Regions from separate parts of the Macaca mulatta genome. Here region 1 is linked to region 2. The links are chromatin contacts, called in public Hi-C maps. All regions are on one chromosome and are shown on one strand. Each heading gives the region's core, a stretch centred on a gene start, on an enhancer-like site or on the middle of the called end of the contact. The rest is flanking DNA. Distances are from core to core; before and after follow the strand shown. Region 1 holds the start of LOC114676301. Region 2 holds the start of FXR1 (FMR1 autosomal homolog 1).

Region 1 (2,700 bases), core at 93-2,592, 78 kb after region 2:
GACCCTCTCCTATTAAAGGAGAGAAGGTCTTATATTTCCTCATTGCTCTAGAGTGGTAGAAAAATGCTAAAAATATTAGAGATTATTTTACCTTACACCTAGTATTAATGCTGCTTCCCGTTTTGTCATTTTGGGTTCAAACCCACCTCTATAATAGCCACCACTGAAGGCCTGGAAGAAGAAATGCCATTTGTAAAGAAAGGTTAATACAATAAACAAAGTCGCTTTAAAAAAGAAGTCTGGAAATATTCACAGAGCCAGTAGAAAAACTAAGACATTCCAGAGGACTTTTAAGTGCAACTCCTGAGGTATTAAGAAGTGGCTCCAGAACAGGATCTGGAAGTCTTTTGAGACAAGAGGTTCAAGGGTATTTGAAACAAGACTTTAAGATACATATACAGAAAATACCACTATCAGCTCCTCTGGCCTTGCTATGTCAGAAATCATATTAGTAAAGCCTACAATCACTCTATTCTGTTACACTTAATCACAACATAAATATTCAACAGATGATCACAATCAAATCTATTCTTAACTGTGACCACATAGGGTATGACCAGAACATCAAGTCAAACCCTACAGCCTAATTAACTAGAGTGCTACCTATGTATGACGTTTGGGAGTGCCAGGGCCACATGGTAAGATCGGATCACTTTAGAATCTCATATACCTCTGTGTGTGTCATGCAGAGCAGATAAAGGAAAACAAGAATATGTATAGATGATGCTGAAGGTGATGGTATGTGAAAAAGTGATTATTTCACAAGAAAGTTGGGTCTAGTGGGGTACTAGAATTATCAATACCCCATCCAACTCTGTCACATATAACATCTGATGTTTCAGGGTAGCACCATTACAAAGTTCAGAACTTCTATACTCTCCTTGTGGGAAGCAGGAGAATGGGTCCAAAGCAATCACTTAGAACTTCATGGATATTTGAAAATTTACCCTTCCTTAAGTGTGGCTCTAGGTTTCAAATACAAGCAGCAAAGAATTAGCAAAAGTGTTCATTAAGTCTTACAGATTTTGGTAGGCTTTGAAAAACTTGTTTTACTTGAGGCTCCATATGCTTCATGGCTTGCAAAACATAACGGCCTAAAACCAAAAGCAATAGAATAAGTAAATCTCCAATCTCCCCGACTTCACTTCCACCCCCAAACCATAAACAAACCTGCAAATCCTGCAGCAGCAATGGTCAGTCCAACTGCTACCACTGTACTGGCCTGGTAAGGGGGAGAAGAGTAAATATTTACTTCTCTAATTCCCACCCTTTCTCATTTTGCCCATTCTCCCATCACCAACTCATTACAAACTGCATTTTAATAGGAGAAACAACATTTTTTTTCCTTTTTTTTTTTTTAAGAGGCGGAGTCTTGCTATGTTGCCTAGGCTGGTCTTGAACTCCTGGCCTCAAGCAATCCTCCCACCTAGGCCTCCCAAAGTGGTAAGATTACAGGCATAAGCCACCATGTCTGGCCGAGAAACAACTTTTAAGGCAGAAATATTCTGCCCAGCAATCCTTAAACTACTGCATCTGTTATACCGAATGTATTAAAGTTACCGGATTCATTACTATGGGAAAGACGGCAAGTTCGACTTGCTTATTTACCTCTACAATAGGGAAAAAGATGATTCCCTCCGTTTGAAAACTTCTTTCATCCCCGGACAAATTAGGTTACATTAAAGTTCAATCAAAAGTAGTGGAAATAGGCCGGGCGGGTGGCTCACGCCTGTAATCCCAGCACTTTGGGAGGTCGAGGCGGGCGGATCACGAAGTCGGGAGATCAAGACCATCCTGGCTAACACAGTGAAACCCCGTCTCACTAAAAACACACAAAAAAATTAGCCAGGCGTGGTGGTTGGCGCCTGTAGTCCCAGTTACTTGGGAGGCTGAGGCAGGAGAACGGCGAACCCGGGAGGCGGAGCTTGTAGTGAGTCGAGATCTTGCCACTGCACTCCAGCCTGGGCAACAGAGCAAGACTCTGTCTCAAAAAAAAAAAAAAAAAAAAAAAAAGTGGAAATAAGATTTCTGCTACAGAAGGAAAAACTGTTCACAGACGGCTCCTGTAAAATTCTGATAACGCATTTTCGAGGCTAAACGTGGGCTAAACTAGGAGAATATACCTTTGGCACTGCCCTGTTGTTTCCTAACAACAGAGGCCCAAATATGTTCAGGAATTTCCGCATGGAGACGACATCTGTCGGCAAAAGCCAAAGAGAAGGATATAGCAAAGTGGAGCCAGTGCTGTGAAGATGTGTTAGGGCAAGGGCACCTATAATCAAATACGTTTCCACTAATCTCCGAGTCCATGATAGACTTCTGACCTTACAGGAGTTCCAGGCAAGCAACGCCTTAGCGCCCAGAGCCCGTGCGGACAAGAAGCTGGAGAACCGTGCAGAAAGACGATGTAAAAACACAAAGACCCAAGAGGAGCGAGCCAACAGGGCTGTGTCCTGGTGAGTGTGACGCCCCGAAAACCGAAACCTCCCGCCCAGAGTCGCACTAAGGAGCACAACTTCAACTCCACACCTCCGAGGCCGGGAGCTGAGGCTGAGGCCTGGGCCGGATGTTGCTAAGGAGACCGGAAGGCCGCACTCACCATGGCTCCGTCTGCGCTCCCTTGCTTCCACCGGGAGCACGGCTCATCCCAGCTCAGAGAGCGCGGCCAACACCTGCACGCCTTTACCAGAGAGCGACGCA
Region 2 (2,771 bases), core at 66-2,565:
CGATAGAGCGAGACTCTGTCTAAAAAAACATAATAAATCAAATCAAATCAAATCAATAAATATTGTAGTCCCAGCCACTTGGGAGGCCCACGTGGGAGAATCACCTGAGCCTGGGAAGTCCAGGCTGCAACGTTTATCACACCACTGCATTGCATCTTGGTAACAGAGCGAGAACCTGTCTCTAAATAAATAAAGAGAATATCCTGTACATGACAACAGCGAGCACTTTCACAGCCCTCATTTTCCCCCAGAATCTTCAGAGATGCAGACGTGCTCATAAAATTTATGTACATTTTTTTTTTTAGAATCTGAAAAACTGGGTCAGTGGGCATTTCATGGGAATTACAGAATGTTAGCAAAGTATCCTTTCCTAACTTTTTTTGCGAAAATGGTAATAATGTAAGTATAACGAGAAACACTTATAGTATTATTTCCAAAGCCCTTGCTTAGGGAAGAAGCTTCAGTATTAAGTTGTTAAAATCCATACCCAAAGTATTTGTTATGCTTACAAAACTGGAGATGGTTCTGCTTTGATCCTATTTGTGGAACTCTGCATACATTTAGCAGAGGAAAACGTGGTCTCCTGCTCTATTGTTTGTCTGACTACTTTTAATAAGGCGAATTCACCTAAACTCTATTCTAGGGTGGGAACACAGTTGACTTGCACTGAAAATACTCAGTTTGACTTTTAAATAGCTAAAGTGGTAACAGGTGGGGAGAGGGCTAGACCAAATTGTTTGAGTGGATGTGGAACTGTGGAATTTGAGTCAAGAGAAGGCCCAACTTTTTTTTAAAGAAAGAGCGGGGCTAAAAAACTTGGGGCACAATAGTATGTCTATTTTGTAGGCGTCCCTCTTCCCCAGGGCAACTGGAGCCCAAAAAGTGTATGATAAAGCCATTCCAGGGCAGCCAGCACTTCCAGAAATTTAAGGTCAGGATGCCGGAGGGCTGGGGAATGCCGATGTGCCCGACAGGCTGTGCCTGGGCAGTGGCAGCTGGAGGCACTACTCGGCCGCCGCGGTGCGAACAGCGGGCACTGTGGGGCGGGGACCTAGGGGCGGGTCAACAAAGGTCGGGCGATTGTGTCGGGAAGCAAATCCGACGTAGACGGCGGCGGGCGGAGCTCAAGGCCAGTGATGCAGGGTGCGCAGCGATCCCACCTGGAGAGTCGGGGCGGCACGTTGAGACCCCAGGGGTGAGGGGCGGGGGATCCAAATCCCCGCCCTGTTTTCCCCTCCCCTTTCCCCGCCTCCTTCTCGCCCCTCCCCCCTCCTCCCCTCTGGTTGGAAAGTTTCTAGAATCTCTTCCCAGCGGCCTTTGCGGTTCCAACATGGCGGAGCTGACGGTGGAGGTTCGCGGCTCCAACGGGGCTTTCTACAAGGTACTGACGGTTTTGCCACTTTGTCTAGTATTCTGGGGGCTGGAGCGCGTTTGAGGGAGGGTTGGTGGTCCCAGAAAGTGAGGTTTGGATTGGAAAGGAGGCCAGGCCAAAGCTCGAGGCCGCTAGATTCCTTGCTTCTCCCCCCTCCACCCGCGGTTTAACGGTCTCGGGGGCCGGGGCTCCGTTATGTTTTGAAACAACACGTCGGACGCCTTTTGCATTTTCCTAGTTATGAGCCTTCTTGGTTGCTAGTACGGTTCTTGGCGGGCCGGTGGGAAGCAGCTCAGTGGCTGCTGGGCGGCGTGAGCTCCCTCGGAGCAGGCCGGAGCTCTGGGAGGTGGGGGAGTCGTGAAAGGAGGCGGTGGGATTGTGTGGTCACACCCGCTCCCCCGCCCCTCGAACTGGGCCGGGCGGGAGCTCCTCAACCCGCTCCTCCGACCCCTCCCCACCCCCTGGGGCGGGTGTATCGCGGAATCTTTGGAATTCACCCTTGTATTTGAGTTTTGGGCCAACAAATCTTTAGTGCCTGAGGAGAATGAGGGTACCGGATTGAGGGTTAGGATCGAAGACAGAAAAGCAGAAAACCTTGAATTGTGGCGGGTTGGAATATTTTTGCGGCCTGGGAAATTGGGCGGCGCCTTAGCCCCTCTATTACGGAATAAAAGGAGAGTTGTGTGCTTTAAAGTAAGATTTAAAATGCGAAATGGATCAGGGAGATAGGTGGAGAGGTGACTAATTTCTTTATATCACTGCCCCTGTTTTTGGAGGGAGGTATTGTTTTGTTTTGTTTTTCCCCCACGAGGTTTTTTTGTTTGTTTGCTTGGGGAGGAAGGGCATGCATTACTATGGAATCGGGGCTGAAAAACGTAAGAGGAATAGAGTAGAGGAATTTGGTGGGGCGTTCAGCGTTCACATATCTGAAAATGAAATCCTAATGTTTATTTTTTGCTGCTATAGCATTCTTTTCTCCTTATTTTCCCGAAATATGCCAGGCCGTTACAAGATCAATACAGAACCTCCCCAGCTGTTGTCTGTCAGTCAATCTCACTAAGCCAGCATCTCAAATGTTTGAGAGTCTTGGCTATTTTTATGAAGGGCCGCCTTCTAATACATGAGTATTGTGCGTATGCAAAATGAATTCTCACAGGTTTTCATTTCAGGGTACCTTTTATCCCTTGGGTTTTTATTTTATTTGGCCATGATTTTCTATTTTCAGGGTTTTGTTTTTCCTTTCTTAGTTTACTGATTAGCTCTGTGGATTTGGTTTAACTGTCACGTGGTACTAGCATAATGGGGAATCACAGCGTATAAAGGATCCCCCTAAGCTTTTTGCAAGTTTAAATCTCCTTAGGTGGTAAACTTAAAGTAGGAACAGTGCCTGTTGGAAATG

The links. A called contact is a pair of places that touch in the nucleus more often than the background predicts.
Region 1: a Hi-C map of CD4 T cells shows a contact between it and region 2, with 2.6 times the contacts expected there. The contact joins the promoter of LOC114676301 here to the promoter of FXR1 in region 2. A contact is called at or near these places in 3 of 14 Hi-C or Micro-C datasets (CD4 T cells, fetal cortex germinal zone and liver).

Annotation. Positions count from the first base shown.
Region 1 is chr2:93,066,124-93,068,823 of T2T-MMU8v2.0, forward strand. It overlaps LOC114676301, which reads left to right and starts at 1,343. Exons shown (of 8, transcript XM_077991694.1): 1 at 1,343-2,700. The coding sequence starts at 2,601. DNAJC19 (DnaJ heat shock protein family (Hsp40) member C19) reads right to left here. Exons shown (of 6, transcript NM_001266267.1): 1 at 2,600-2,700; 2 at 1,171-1,222; 3 at 1,021-1,094; 4 at 92-171. The coding sequence starts at 2,602.
Region 2 is chr2:92,988,547-92,991,317 of T2T-MMU8v2.0, forward strand. It overlaps FXR1 (FMR1 autosomal homolog 1), which reads left to right and starts at 1,316. Exons shown (of 16, transcript XM_015131564.3): 1 at 1,316-1,381. The coding sequence starts at 1,331.